Linked DNA regions of Hordeum vulgare: region 2 is linked to region 1. The links are chromatin contacts, called in public Hi-C maps. All regions are on one chromosome and are shown on one strand. Each heading gives the region's core, a stretch centred on a gene start, on an enhancer-like site or on the middle of the called end of the contact. The rest is flanking DNA. Distances are from core to core; before and after follow the strand shown. Region 1 holds the start of LOC123432196 (KH domain-containing protein At4g18375-like). Region 2 holds the start of LOC123432249 (serine protease HTRA2, mitochondrial-like).

Region 1 (7,726 bases), core at 3,732-6,231:
ATCACCCGCTTCAATTAAACAAATGAAGAGAAAACAATGCCATTTTGCTGGCAAGGAAACTACTCGAGAGAAAGTTCTTTTCCTGTAACCTCAATACGACAAGCAAAATGACAAGGAAAAGTGTTTGTACTTGAAACAAAACCCAATTGATTCATGTGTCATGTTTTGCAAATGCAACCTACACATCATCTACTTTGCAAAATAGAAGTTCCTATTTCACACACACGGAGCAACTACAACTTTGTTTTACTCGTAGATTTTTTTGTTCAAAAAACTGTTTGTTGGAGAATCTCCCTCTGTTTGTCAGTTCTTTTCTATAGCTTCAGCTACGTCACTTGGATAATTTTTGGATTATTTGCCATCACGAGTCTCAAGTATTGACAATATTGTATTGCATGTCCAACCCCAGAGCAAAATTGGCATTTTGGGGGTGCTTCTGCTACCTTCATTGCAACTTTTAGGGCGCCACATGTCTGAATGTTGTTTCCTTGTTCGTTGTAGTGCTTGCAGCGAATAGTCCTTTTTGGAGCTTTTTTCCTTTCCTGTTGTCGTTGCTTTCTTCTCTTGTTGTTTTGCCTTCCTCTTTTATTCATCATCTCACTTCTCTACCAAAGCCTTCTTTATGTTCTCTCTATCAGTCGGTCGGCCTTTTTTAGGGGCATGAGCTGGGTTTTGTAGCATATTCGGGCTTTGTTGTTGTTGCATGTCATCATTCTTGTTACCGTTGCTACAACGAGTTTTGTTGGGTGTTCACTCTGTTGTGTTGCTTGTTGATCGGGCAGTGCTCCTCTCTTCACCGCTGCTATGACATGCTCAAGAACTTTTATTGCATCATCTAATATTATGTAGGCATCATCATTGCAACATGCATTAGAGGCAAGCCATGTCAACCTTCAACACAAAGAGTTGTATTTCACGGTGTTCGTCGAGGGATGTCTGAAGTCCAACAACCGGCCAGTCCTGCCCATGCTTGTTGTGGCTGCTTCAGACCACCTCTCGAGCAAGTATTGCTGCAGAATTACTTGGACATTGAGATGAACCATTGCCCATATTATGTGTTCACAAATCAGCCCATTTATCTCAAAGTAGTGGCAGCTACATTCAAACACCCTTCATCCATCATAACACGCACATAATATAGCTTTGGGTTCTCATAGGAGCTTGCTTTTATCTCAAACAAGAGGCCTTGTCCTTGGTAATGAGTGTATTGGTTGATAATGAAGCCGGTAGATGCAATCACCTGTTTGTGAAACTTACCAAACATGTCGCAGGTGTAGTAAGCAGCAGCTTGGTGCTCAATGTTGTACCTGCAACATCATAAGAAATAGGTGAGAAACCAAATGACACAGAGACTAGGCCCGACAACAACGTTTTTTCTTTTCTTTTTGATTTTTTTTGTTAAAGCTCAAAAGTATATGTACCGAGAGTATAGTGGCGGAGCTGTTGCTTCACCAGTGAATACATCATTATCCTCATGATCAAGCACCACAAACCTCCAAACAATATCAACGGGTCGAATTAGGCTCTTGAATTATGAGTTGGGATCCTCACACCTACATGTTGTGCTCGTGAACATGAATAATTTGTTCTTGAAATATGCTGGAGCCCACGTGTGTCTTGTTCGCCACATATTCTTGAGATGTTTGTTCTCAACCACTTCAAAGCAATGCAACATGTGCTACCATGTTTCCTCAAATTCCTCAATAATTTTGGATTGGTTGATACAAGTGTAAAACACATCTGCAAATGCCTCGTCTCTGCTCAACAACCTTCCCGACTTGGACCACACATTGCTAAGCACATGAAACTTGCAACACCTATGGCAAGTGTTTGGGAAAACCTGATCAATGGTTGTTGCCATAGCTTGGTCCTGGTCAGTCATGATGTTGGTAGGATGCTCGATATCCATCGCAAGCATCCATTGCTGAAACACCCACTTAAATGTTTCAATAGTCTCATCCGACAACAAGGCACATCCGAGTGCAATTGCATGCATGTGGTTGTTTACACCATTTATAGGAGCAAATGGCATGTTGTATCTGTTGGTGTAGAAGGTTGTATCAAAGAATACACAATCTTTGTATTTCGGGTACAGTGCCCTTGTTCTCCCATCAACCCAAATTAAGGTAGTCACTCAGTTTGTTGCACGATCTTGTTACTTTGCATAGAAAATCTCCGAATTCTCAGTCTTCCTCCTCTCAAAGCACTTCATCGTCATATTCATGCCTCGAAATGTTAACCCTTTCCGGAGCTTTGCACGTCCATTTGTAACATCTCTCTTCACATACGGGAGTAACCTAGTGTCACCTCCATGGATCCTACCAAGGACACCCATGCAATCTAAATTTGAGAGGTTCACATCATGCAACATTAACAAGAGTTGGTAATCCTCGACACATATGCTGCGGTGCGAGCGGTAGTACCTAACACGCTTCGACTGTTCCATCAATGGATGTGTATGCTCTGCAACAAAGCAAGTCACTATCCATCTCTCCTCCCATAGCACACCAATCATATGCGCCTTACAATCATGACAGAGCATCCTATTTTTTGACGTTATCTTGTAACATCCATCCCTTCACTAGGCTGCCTACTAGAGTTGTTGTTTCCCGTTGCAATGCTCTCTGATGTACTGTTCGTTTCCGTTTTAACGGGCTTTCTAGCATGCACACACTCAAAGACCATCGTTATACGTATTGCGTCCTCTTTCTCCCCACCTCTCTTCTCGGTGAATTTTGAAGTAGATATATGTGTCATCAACCCCAACTTGAAGGCATAGTTGTTGTAGAATTTTGGAGCATCGTCGATTGTATGAAACACCATCCCAACATAGGGCGGCAGTGGCTGCGACGAAACATCTCCATCATTTGAATCATCTTGGACTGCATCTTCAGCAAACAACAGCTTGTGCGAGTCTTCACCACCACCAACAGAAATTTGCCTTGGACATAGTTTCCACCCCTTCAGTTCCATGTTCCCGCAACAGAGTTGTTGTGCAACAGTCATTTAATCTCTCCATGGAATCAACAAGATAAGAAATCAACAGAAAATCCATATTTTATCTTGTCAATTTATCTCTCCATTTAATCAACAAGATAGGTAATGAACGCAATTTCTTTATGTTTTTGTTTCTGGCTTACACTTGCAAGGAATTCATAAACACTAGTGTTTGAGAGATATAACAAACAGAACAATGTCATGATTCAGAATACACTAGTGTTTCAGAGATACATCAACATTGTCATGATTCATAAATACTAGGGTTGTAGAGATACATCAATCAGAACAGAAACATCAAGCAGAACATATGACATATTTGTTGATTGATGTGTGAGAGATACATATGCTTTCTACACAGGGTTTCATGACTTTTTTAGAGTGAAACAAAGATCATGTTTCAGAAACTAACCGAGGTTTTCCGGTGCCATCTGCTCGAAGTAGTTTCAGGAAACACCACATGGGGGTTTGTGAACCAAGAGGAAACTCCAACACGCGGTGGAACCCCCACAACGACGCTCGAAGCTGAGAACGATGGTCGCGCGTGTTCTCAAAGCAAGGCTCGCCAGTTAGCTCGATTTGCGTCAGATCCAACCATCTCACGTGCGATATGGTGTGCCATAGTGTTTCAGAAACTTCAGTTTAGCTCCTGCATGCCGACGGCAGGCTGATTTTGCGGTGGGTTGGCGGCGACGCCGCACGGGATGCAGCTGTGTCGATGCTGAGGAAGAGTCTCCAGTTTCTACAATAGAGCGCTTGTTGTGGGAAACAACGAGCGGGCATGCGTGGCGCGGACACTAGATGGAATGACTATCAACCCGGGCATCCAACCGTTGTCGAGGCGACGGATAATATGTAGACATCGATCGGATGGACACGTAGTCTTTTCCATAAAACTATGTGCATCAATGTACTTTCTAAAGTGAAACAATGGTTGGAAAGAGTGGTTTGGACTGATCTATTACTACTTTATACATCCCGTGCGTTGCAACGTGAGAAAATAAATCATCCTTCATACACACTGAACGACATAAAAAATCATATGAAAAATCATTCACAATACCATATGAGAAACAACATGATAAGTGATGTTGTGCACAAATATAAAGGTGGGATGATTTTTGAAATAACGAAAGTTGTGTCCAGTTTAGTACATAATAAAAATATCACCGAGTTGCCGATATCAATTCACTTCTTTGTGGTGTTCCTCTTTAGTGATACCTAAAAATAATGTGTTACCCGTACATATTTTAAAAATAATTTTAGATATGATTATCTTGCAAGATAATATCATATCTGGAATGTACACATTTTTCAGTGATTTTCATATATAACTTTCTAAATTTCAAGTTAGCATTTAGAAGGAATGAATATTTTTGAAAATACTTGAATCTGCCAAAAAAGTTTAAGTAGAAAATAGTTGGGACGAAATTAAAAATAGTGTAGCCCATCGGATAAGATGGCGAGGCTGGTCTATCTTATGCACACATAAAATCAAGAGAAAAGAGGAAAAGGAAGAAAGGGGAGAAGTGGGCATCAAACCCGGGTTCGCTGTGTGGGAGTGGAAGGCCCCAACCAGTAAGTTGCCAGCATGCATGTGGTTTCAAATCAAATAACTTTCTGCATAAGTTAACCGTCACTCTAGTGACTTTAAATAAACCGTATCGTTTTTTCCACTTACGGATGGCATAGGGGCGTAATTCCTGCGAACTCTAGGGGTAAATAACTTGACGGACGACCAGAAATCCTATTTGCTTTATTATTAGGGAGAAATATATATGTGGGCCTGAATTAAAATCGATGGGATGTTATTATTTTTATATTTGACATGAATATGTACGTGACATACTTTTCAGAACTCACCAAGAACATAGCGGAGGGCCTTACTCCGTGGCCCGGTAATAACCAACCAAGTGAGGCCACGTCATCCCGTAATTATCAATTCCGTAGTACAAATACGTACGTGTAGCGTTGCCCTATGTCATGCGCAGTGCACCTGTTTATGAATTCATGAGGATAAAAAAAATTCTTTTCTTTTCCTTTCGTCTTCCCCGTCCCCGTCAAAATCCATCTCTTCCCACAGCGACTTTTCCTCTCCGCCGTCCCGTTGAGAAATTTCCTATTCTTCCCCGGTGCCCTAGCCCTAGCTCCAGCTGCCGCCTTCCCGTGGCGCCGCCCACGCCTCACACCCCTGAGCCCCACTACCCCACCCACCCCTGTCACGCGCGTCGCCGCCTCCAACCTTATCGCGGCACCGCGGCCCTGCCGTATCCCCCAGCCGCCGCCGCCGCCGCCGCCATCTTCGTCGTTGGTTTTAAAGGTACGAGCTTCTTGTTATCCAGTGAGTTTCTCTCACCCTCATTAAGCCTCCGCGAATTTTGGGCGCAACGGCCGGCGCGCCATCTAGATCCGGCAGTAGAAACTAGGTTTGCTATGCGATATGTCGGTCCCCAAGGATGGAGATTTTCTCGAGGGGGGTGGGGGGGGGGGGGGAGTGCATACTGCTTCTTTTGCTTAGATGGGTGTGAGTGAAGCTGTGCGTGTGAGCAATTCTGCCCACACGCCTGGACTTGTGTGGTCAATCTGGCGCCTTTTCTGAATCCAGGCCCAAACAAAATTTCATGGCTGGATGAGTTAATGAGCCGATAAGTGAGGTCATACTGTCGATTTTTGGTTGTTCTTGTGACCTAGTATATCTGCGGAGTTTCTTCAACTCATATGTAAGCGTGCTGAAAAAGGGCTAGGTCAATTTGGCGCACCTGTTTGCTTATTTGGTTATGTGTTAGTGAATTTGGCATGTCGCTGTATGTGGCGGGCTGACATGCTATTATTATCACTATCAATTCTTTTTTGCCACTTATGGATGCAAAGCCAAGTTACTGCAGATTTCACTTCACATGGAGCTGCTGCAAGTCCCATATGCTAGGATGCCTTTTTTTGCTTGCTAGGGATATTTGGCCTTACTAGGAGTATATACTATAGATTCAAGCCTTATCTTTCCAGTTGCCTAACAATCCTTTTATCATTCTAAAGCTAGGACATCTTTGCATCCATAAACTGACAGAATTATGATTGTGTACTGATGATCTCTATGAAATTATGGTTGGTTAAATTTTATGCCGTTTTACCTTTCCCTTGCAAAGCTATGTTACGATGTTAAGTCATTTATCACCATTATGCCCTCTGTATATTTCATCTTTGAGTGCTAGCTTTCGTTATTCGTTCAAATTACATGTCCTTTTGCCACTTTGATATATACTATGACTAATTCTTACACTGGATTTGCACTCCAAACTCCAAAGTACTCCTGATTAATACTCCGTTTATGCAGTGTTACATGCGCCACGTTTATTTGTGCCAATTACATTTTGGCAGTGTTTCATTTGAATGAAATACAGTAGGCGGGAGCTCTGGATGAAACCGTGAGGATCTTACTAGTTTAGTACAGTTAATAGATTTGAATCTGATAACCTACCTGAAAACAGTCATTTGACTACAAAAATATATACCTTTTCTTGCACTTGTAAACAACCTACAGCAGTTTACCGTAGGCCTAGCAACATAAGCATTTATCAGTAATTTCTCAATTTTGAGGTACGCACAAGCAAGAAGGTTATACATGTGTCATAATCAGACAGCTAATGGAGTAATGGAATCGAGGGTGCCCCACACCTTCCGTGCTACTTTACAGTTTCTTTATATTGATGGGCCTTTTTTTATGCAGACTGATGGATAACTCTAGAAGACACAATCCAAGTACTTCCAAAAAGAGGACTCGTTTCAATTCTGATGATGGAAAGAGGAAACGGCTAAACTACAGGCAGGATGACGGACCTATGTCCTCTCAGCCAATAGAAACCGTTTACAGGATATTGTGCCCAGGAAACAAGATAGGCGGTATCTTGGGGAGAGGTGGTCATGTTGTTAACGCCCTTAGAGATGAGACTAAAGCAAAGATACGGGTTGCTGATTCTATTCCTGGTGCAGATGAGAGAGTAATTATTATATTTGATTACCAAAATAACTCCAAACAAGCTGTTGAAGCTATTCAAAATAATATTGATGGCTTAGAGAACATGAAGCCCCATTGTTTTGCTCAAGATGCATTGTTGAAGATACATGATAAGATTGCTGCTGATGAAGATCCCAACGATGGAGTTATCTGTGAGAATTCTGAAACTGCTGGTCATGTGACTGCTCGAATTTTGGTTCCAGGCAATCAAGTTGGCTGCCTGCTAGGAAAGGGCGGCTCTATTATACAACAACTGCGAAATGATACTGGCGCAGGGATCCGTGTCTTACCATCCGAAAACCTTCCTCAGTGCGCACTTAAGAGTGATGAATTGGTGCAGGTAAATTTGTTTTAGTAGCAAAATATCCTTTGCTGTGTTGTGTTCCGGCTTGTAATGCCTTTTGCTTGTATTGATCTCCAGGGACTTTTGTATTGGTTTCATTTAGCTAGATTTGGATTCATTACTCTGCTGTATCAATTTGTTTTACTATAGAAGTTTTCCATTATGTTTATATTCCTTGTTAAATTCCTAAATGATCGGATTTTAGAGTTTGGTATCTGGCATGGCTTAATTGATATATCACGTAGTTTATTTTTAGATTATAGTTTACCAAGATATTTGCCAGTTAAGTTAAAAAGATATTTGTCAGTACAACATGCACTTTTTGTGTGCTTTATTATATTTAGACGTGAATACTATTGATGCGTAATTGCTTG
Region 2 (7,726 bases), core at 2,154-4,653, 790 kb before region 1:
AAAGTTTGACAAGATAATAGCATGAAACCATCAAAATTTATAGATACGTTGGAGACGTATCACCCCTTCATCATTCGCCGACGGCGACGGCCTCCGCTGCTCCACGTCGGGATCCCACGTCCTTCATCTGCGTGAGGGCGGATCCGCTCTTCACCGGCACCAGCAGATCTTCACCAGCGACAGGAGGTGAGCTCGTGACCCCGCCTTCTACTCGACCCTAGCTCCATGACGTGGGGTCGACGGGGCATGGGGGCCGGCGAAGCTGGGATGGCTGGCGGCGAGGGGGTCGAGGGTAGGCGGCGTGGCGTAGGTTTTGGCGGGGCTGGGTTCGTCGGCGGCGAGGGGGTCGGGGTGGGCGGGGCGTCGTGCGGGTTGGTGGGGCGGGGGCAGGGGCAGGGGCGGGTGCGGGGGTGGGCGGGCGTGGGGCTGAGCGATGGGGAAGACGTGTGCGGGGTGGTCAGGATTATCGGTTCGTTAAGGTAGAGGGCCTTTTTTTATGAACCAGTTGTTTTCTTTATTTAATCGTCTGGTTTACGAAGGGATGAAAAAAATCGATGAAAAGGCTAGCGGTAGGAAGGGGGAGGTCGAACAAATAATACATGTTCATACATTATTTATATGTCAATTGATGGCTAATTGGGACGTCAAGCAGGTCAGCTCGGATAGGACAAGTCGATCCAAATCTTTTTGGACAAGGTTGATATCTGGTTAGGGTTTCTTCAATACAAGTAGCCGAGATTTAACTAAGAGGCATCCAAACAAAGGCCTAATCTAGGTTGCCTTCAGCATTAAACATATGGATTCAACGCGAATCACTGGAGAAGGAAGATGGGGCTTACGTACGAAGGCATGTTTGATGAGCGCCGCCAGAAGATACTTCTTGATGATCCGTGCCTCCTTCACCCCAGTCAATCACCCGCCACGGAGATCGACATGGATCGCTTCTCGGCACCGCTCGCCGATTTCACCTCCATCGGTTGGGAATTTGCTTGCTCGGCCTTCCTCCGGTCGGGGTTTCTTGGCACAGTCGCCGCCGCCTGACGGAGAGGGGAATGAGTCCTAGGTCACGCACGCACTACACCTCGTTTACGAATGGCGATGGAGTGGAACCCGCCCATCGGGCCTAGCAAGCCCAATTTTCGTGACAAAGTTAGGGTTTTTTATTGAACTAATCGGCTGGTTTATCGCCTGGTTTATGAAGGGATTGAAAAAAATCGATGAAACGATGGAAAGGCTGGCGGTAGGAGGGGGTAGATCGAGGTTGAACCATGACGACAGACGACAGATCCCCTTTAAAACGTCAGACCCTAGTCCTAGGAAACAGTGAGCTCCTCCGCGTCCGTTGGAACATCCCCGATGTACGCATCTGAAATTCAGCCCCACGAGACAGGGGATAATTTTCGGTTTATCCTTTAAATGCACCTATATATACTGATCGAAATCTGTATAAAAGAGCGAGGTGGGATTACGTAACATGAAAAAAAGAGGTGCATCCTTGCTGCTAATAAAGAGAGAAAAGGTTCTAAAAAAAGAGGAAGAAGAGGTGCATCCTTGCTGCTAATAAAGAGAGAAAAGGTTCCTAAAAAAAGAGGGAGAAAAAAAGTGTTGGAATGGAGGTTCGAACCCAGTTCTCCTTGGTGGAAGCCACGCGCTCGAGCCACTACGCCAGAGACATGATTATGATAAATGAGGATCTCGGGCTTTAAGAATCATGTGAGACAGCGGATTTGACAGGAAAAAAAACCGAATCGTTTTCCTCACTTATGGGTGGCATGGTGGATAATTTGAGCTCGTGCGTTGCAACGGAAGAGAAAATAACACATGCTCTGAACGTAATATATTTTCACATGGCATCACATTTGTGTTGCCGACGATGGCCTTAGTGTTCACACAACGAAAACGCGTTTGAATGTACAGTCACTCGGAATAAGATGAGAAATATGTTGTTTCTCCCCACGAGGTTTTCCAAATGTGTGCATGTGTGGTTAACGATGTTTTCTTTTTTCTCAATTTGGTTTTAATTTAATGAATGTTTATTGCAATTCGTATCCTCGTCGGAAATAGAGAAAAAAAGACCGTGCACTACAGATTAAGTTTGCACCAAAAATAATATTTAAGAAGTATTCAACAGTTAAAAATAACACCCTATTTAAATTCTACACATTTTTTAATCAAATTTCATATATAACATATAAAGAAGGTAGAGTATCCGATAGGAATGAACATCCCATATAACGCCAATAATTGCTATTGCGAGAAGCATCAAATAATCATATTTACGGCATTTAAATGAGTATGAAACATAAACAATAGACATTTTCAGAATACCACATATAAAAAAGGTATTAAAATATTAATTAAGGTTGCAACCAAAATATAATTATAAAAATATGTTAGATTTGAATTGCTGGTTTAAATGATATGAATATTTCGAAAAACATTTTGAACCTGCTCCTACACCCACAAAAAATCAAAGAGAAAAGAGGACAAAAATAAAAAAGCTAAAACATTTTGAATCTGCTCCTACACCCACAAAAAATCAAAGAGAAAAGAGGGCAAAAATAAAAAAGCTAAAACATTTTGAATCTGCTCCTACACCCATCAAAAAATCAAAGAGAAAAGAGGGCAAAATAAAAAGCATGGATGAGATTCGAACCCAGGTTGTTTGGCTAGACGCGCACCAGTCGAACCACCACAACACCTTTGCAGTCATGATAATATTCAGGATTTCCTGCTGTTAACCTATCCAAACAGCCGGTGTGAACGGACGAACCGTTTTTCTCACTTGCGGGTGGCATGGTGGGTAATTATTCGCAAATTCAGGGGTATATATTATGACGGCAGAAGCAATATCTCCTTTATTATTACGGAAAGACGGAAAATATTTTACGTCCCTCATGGCGCCGACCACGGAGGAAGATGTGTCCGGATCTAGGTCGAGGGCAGGGCGGCGTCGGCGGCGTCGGCGCACCTCGGTGTCCGGTCTGCGGAGGCCCAAGTGGAAGCTGCGTCGTCCTCGCAGCGAGGTGCGCCGACTACACAGGATGAGGTGTCGGGATCTAGGTCGAGGGCAGGGCTATCCGACCGGTTTGCGGAGGCCCAACCAGAAGCTGCGGCGTCATCGCAGGGAGGCAAGAGGAAAGCCTCTCCGGAGAGGTCGTCCGCAGCATCGCAGCGACGCAAGAGGAAAACACCCTTGGAGCCGTCCGAGGACAAGGGGCAGGAAAGAACCGCCAAGAAGCGGGAGGGAACTGACGAGAAGAAAGCCGCTACCAGCAAGGGCGAGCAGGCCGCGGCGACGACCTCAGCTTCACCAGGCGCATCGGATGCCTCCTCCTCCGAGGCTTCCTCTGCGTTCAGCTCTCCTCTGCGTTGCCCTCTTCCCCCCGCCCCTGCCATCGGCGTAGGACGTAACTATGATCCTGCGATGGAGCCTGTCTACGAAGCCTATATGGACTTGAGTTCCAAGTACCATGCGAAAATAAGTAAGTTTCGGACACTTCCTTTTCCTCTTGTAGCCATTATTGAATGCTCCTAGAGATCTTGATATAGTACCCCCTCTTGTGTGCCATCAATATCTTATATTGTGGGACGGAGGGGGTAGAAAATTGGATATCGTATTGCCCTCTTCCGTGCCATCAAGAACATTTCAGCATGCAGTTATGTATGAATGACTGAATACTACAGCTGGAGAACAAGATATGACAGAAACCTGCATATGGAGGAAGAGTATGGTATTGTCCTCCCTCTTGTCAGTGGCAGACAATGCCTCGGTGGGCATGTATGGTTCGATCCTGCTAGAGACAAGATATGGTAGAACATTGTGTATTGACTATTGAGAGGAGTGCGGTAGAGAGTTGTATAAAATGTTGCAACAGTTTGGCTGACACTAGGCACTACTTTGGTGCTAGATGTGGCCCTAACACTCCGCTTTCATTCCATCTGATTAGTAGGGTGTCTTTTTTGCTGAAGATAATATGAATTTTGAACATAATAGACTGATTCGCCATTTTTTGCATGTTAACCTGCAGAGCGCCAACTTCAACTTGTAACACTTGATCGCTCCATGGCTTCTTCATGTATGGTAAATGAGAAATTGCAGAGTGTTCGTGAGTCTGCAACAAAAACAATTCTTCAAGTAGCTAAAGTTGTTCTTGGCTTTTCGTCCTATGTCGGTATGTAACACATTGCCTTTATTTGATCTCTCTCTATCATTTATCTTTATCTAATCTATTATTGCATCTACAGATGGTAAACTCATGGCACGATCATCGGGCTTTCTAATTGATTGGGATGAGAGGAGTAAAGCAGGCACAGTTTTGACATCTGCACGCATAATCTGTTCAAAGCATTCAGCCCTAAGCCAGTGGTCAGGCACAGATGAGTATGCACCTAATGCTGAGGTGAGTTTACAAACAAACGAATTTTGGAATTTTGATCTATGTGCATGCCCATATATTTTTGCACTTACAAGTATGCTAAATGCACATTTATGTTATCTTTTGTATCCATCTTTAGATTGTTGCTCATTTATTGGATGAAGATGATGCTACTGTACCTGCACTATTGCTTCATTATGACAAGCACATCAATATTGCTTTGATTAAGGTTGAGATAGACTTATGTGCTAAGATTCCTAGCTTCAGTGGTGACGTGATCTATGGTCAAGAGATATTTGTGCTCGGTAGAGATGAACGTCTAAATCTGACTATTCATCGTGGACGTGTTCAATTTATGGGCCCAAATAAATTTCAACGCCATCACTATCTGTTCTCTGGTTGTGTGATTAAGCAGGTATAATTAATCGTACATCGTGATCGTCTTGTAAATTACTATTAACTTATGTTGCTTATGGTTCTGATGTTAGCAATTTAATAATTTAGCCTAGCATTGGAGGACCTGTTATTGACTTGAATGGTCAAGTTTGGGGGATGGCTAATTTTCCAGGAACGGCATTTATTCCTTCCTCCATTATATTGAAGTGCTTGGATATGTGGAAGAAATTTCAGTAAGTTTTCTTTCACTGTATGATTTAAGTATTGAGCAAATATCTTGAAAAAAATCGAAACACGACAGATTTTGTTGTGCATTTGTGTTCACCCTGTTAGGAAAGCAACTTATTTGTATTGAAGGCCCAAGGGGCATATATATATTACACATGACTTGAGGTGCAAGGAAAGTAAACATAGACTAATAAGGACTCCTAGACTAATACTAATAGACTAATAAGGACTCCTAGACTAATACTAATACTTCCTAACACCCCCCTCAAATGCAAAGCGTATGCAATAACATTGCATTTGAAGAAGTGTAATACTAAAAAAAATGATAATCCAAATCCGCGTCTTGAGAGTGTCGTCGTAGCATGAAGAGTCTTCAAAACTTGTCGAGTCGCCGAAGGAGATAACGAAGAGATGCCACATCAGAGGTAGACACCGCATCACTTGAAGATACAAGATAAGTATCAAGAGAAGATGGGTTGTCAAAAGAAGATGGCACATTAGAGGAAGACATCGAAGAGATGGCACATCAGAGGAAGACACCGCATCACTTGAAGATACAACATAAGTATCAAGAGAAGATGGGTTGTCAAAAGATGGCACATCAAGAGAATAAAGCATTGTGCAGAAAATCATAGTCCACGACAACCGACAGCGAAAGAAGCTCGGCGGTTAAGGCACGATGGACGTAGACCGACAATGCAAAAGAAGTCTAGAAAATCCTATAGAAAACAACAAGGGCAAGTAGGCCGCAAAAGTTGCATAGAAAGGATCAGGACCGGAGAAAGGCTGACGGACTAAGGTATGGTGGACTCGCATGGCATGAGAAACACATAATATCGACGGATTTGGTGGACGCAGCGGAAAACAAGAAAGCTAAAAGCTAGGAAGCATACATGACACAAAGATGCAAAATCCATCATGTATGCGGAAGACATTGTATTTTTTTAAGCTAAGCTGTGAAGTAGCAGCACGTAAGCAGCTAGCAACAGGTAGCACCACGTAGCAGCAGGCAACACCAGGTGGTAGCGAGTAGCAGCTAGCACCAGCAGGCAACATGGGGTGCAGCGGGAACAGAGCATGCAGATGGAACGCAGGAGAAGAGTAGCACGGGGATCACGTCATGTACGTGGCTTATAGAACAACAACCTAGCAGCAGCAGTGGGAAAGCCAGCTGCAGGCGCGCGTGCAGCAACAGAGCAAAGCAGGCTAGCAGGAACGCAGCAACAGGGCCCTCCTCGACGAGGCCGAGCGCGAGTATGGCTTCAGGCATCAGGGCGCCATCGCCATCCCCTGCCGCGTCGACCGCTTCGTCCACGTCGAGCGCCTCATCGACCGCGACCTCGGCGTGCAGGGCCAGCAGCTCCACGTCGACCGCTTCATCCACGTCGAGCGCCTCATCGACCGCGACCTCGGCGTGCAGGGCCACCAGCTCGTCGACCTGGACTGCGGCGCCACCACCCGATCCGATCTGGAGGAGAAGCAGAGCCGATCCGAAGTGGAGCAACGAAGATCCGGCGGCCGGAGTGGAGGACGGCGGCGGACTGGCGGCGGCGGCGGCAGACTGGCGAGGGTGGCGCGACGACGGTCGTGAACGGCAGTGACGACCAGGGAGGAGATCGGCGCGACGGCGGCTGGGACTGCAGCGAGTATATCGGCGCGACGGCGGCTGGAACGGCAGGATGGCTGAGGTAGCAGCGAAGCCTGCAGGGAGCGCCGGCGTGAGAGGACCGAGCGAGAGGAGCTGGGCGGATCGACCCAGAACAGATCGATCGAGAGGACGAGTTGCAGCGTCCGGAGACCTAAACCTAGGCTCTAATACCATGTTAGGAAAGCAACTTATCTGTATTGAAGGCCCAAGGGGCATATATATATTACACATGACTTGAGGTGCAAGGAAAGTAAACATAGACTAATAAGGACTCCTAGACTAATACTAATAGACTAATAAGGACTCCTATACTAATACTAATACTTCCTAACACACCCCAGTTCAATCTCACGGGCAGAACTTTGAGGTAAAATTACAGTATCAAAGAAGGGACCGGTTTCCCACCATAAACAAAAGGGAGCGAGGTAATTTTAGGATGTGCATGATCTTGTTGTGCACCTGTGTTCACCCTAGTTCAATTTCACGGGCAGAACTTTGGGGTAAAATTATAGTATCAAGGAAGGGACCGGTTTCCCATCGTAAACAAAAGGGAGTGAACTAATTTTAGGATGTGCATGCAAGTAAATTAGATCCTGCATGTGAGAAGCAATTGGCGTATCAAAGTCGTTACGGTGGGTGATGGGGTTATAGTCCCAGGGTAGGGTCATAGGTCTGCCCTATAGGTCCTACCAAAGGACTACCCTTCATAGGGGACAAGGCCCTTAGACAGTTCCGACTGAACTAAGGACGCCCCCATCATCCAGTCGGCGACGATCCACTCGGAGCATATCTAACGTACCGACTGGAATCCATTCTGTACATCGTAACCTCCCAGGAGGGCAACGGTCATACGTTTTCAAACACCATAACTAGCATTTAAGGCTTACGTTACCAGTAACGCCAGCGTTTACTCGCCACTACTCCACCCCTGTCCACCGGGCCATTATGAAGGGCAGCGCACTCTATATAAGCCGCCCTTCACCACTGGTACAGGGGTTGGCACTTGCTGTAATCCCTTAATACACTCGACACAAAGCTCCCAAGAGCACTGAGACGTAGGGCTTTTACCTCCACC

What was found. A called contact is a pair of places that touch in the nucleus more often than the background predicts.
Region 2: a Hi-C map of leaf shows a contact between it and region 1, with 2.2 times the contacts expected there. The contact joins the promoter of LOC123432249 here to the promoter of LOC123432196 in region 1. A contact is called at or near these places in 3 of 6 Hi-C or Micro-C datasets (leaf and seedling).

Annotation. Positions count from the first base shown.
Region 1 is chr1H:300,768,955-300,776,680 of MorexV3_pseudomolecules_assembly, reverse strand. It overlaps LOC123432196 (KH domain-containing protein At4g18375-like), which reads left to right and starts at 4,981. Exons shown (of 8, transcript XM_045115375.1): 1 at 4,981-5,317; 2 at 6,722-7,349. The coding sequence starts at 6,726.
Region 2 is chr1H:301,562,368-301,570,093 of MorexV3_pseudomolecules_assembly, reverse strand. LOC123432249 (serine protease HTRA2, mitochondrial-like) reads left to right here and starts at 3,403. Exons shown (of 10, transcript XM_045115379.1): 1 at 3,403-3,485; 2 at 4,032-4,175; 3 at 4,249-4,403; 4 at 4,519-4,794; 5 at 4,884-5,008. The coding sequence starts at 3,428.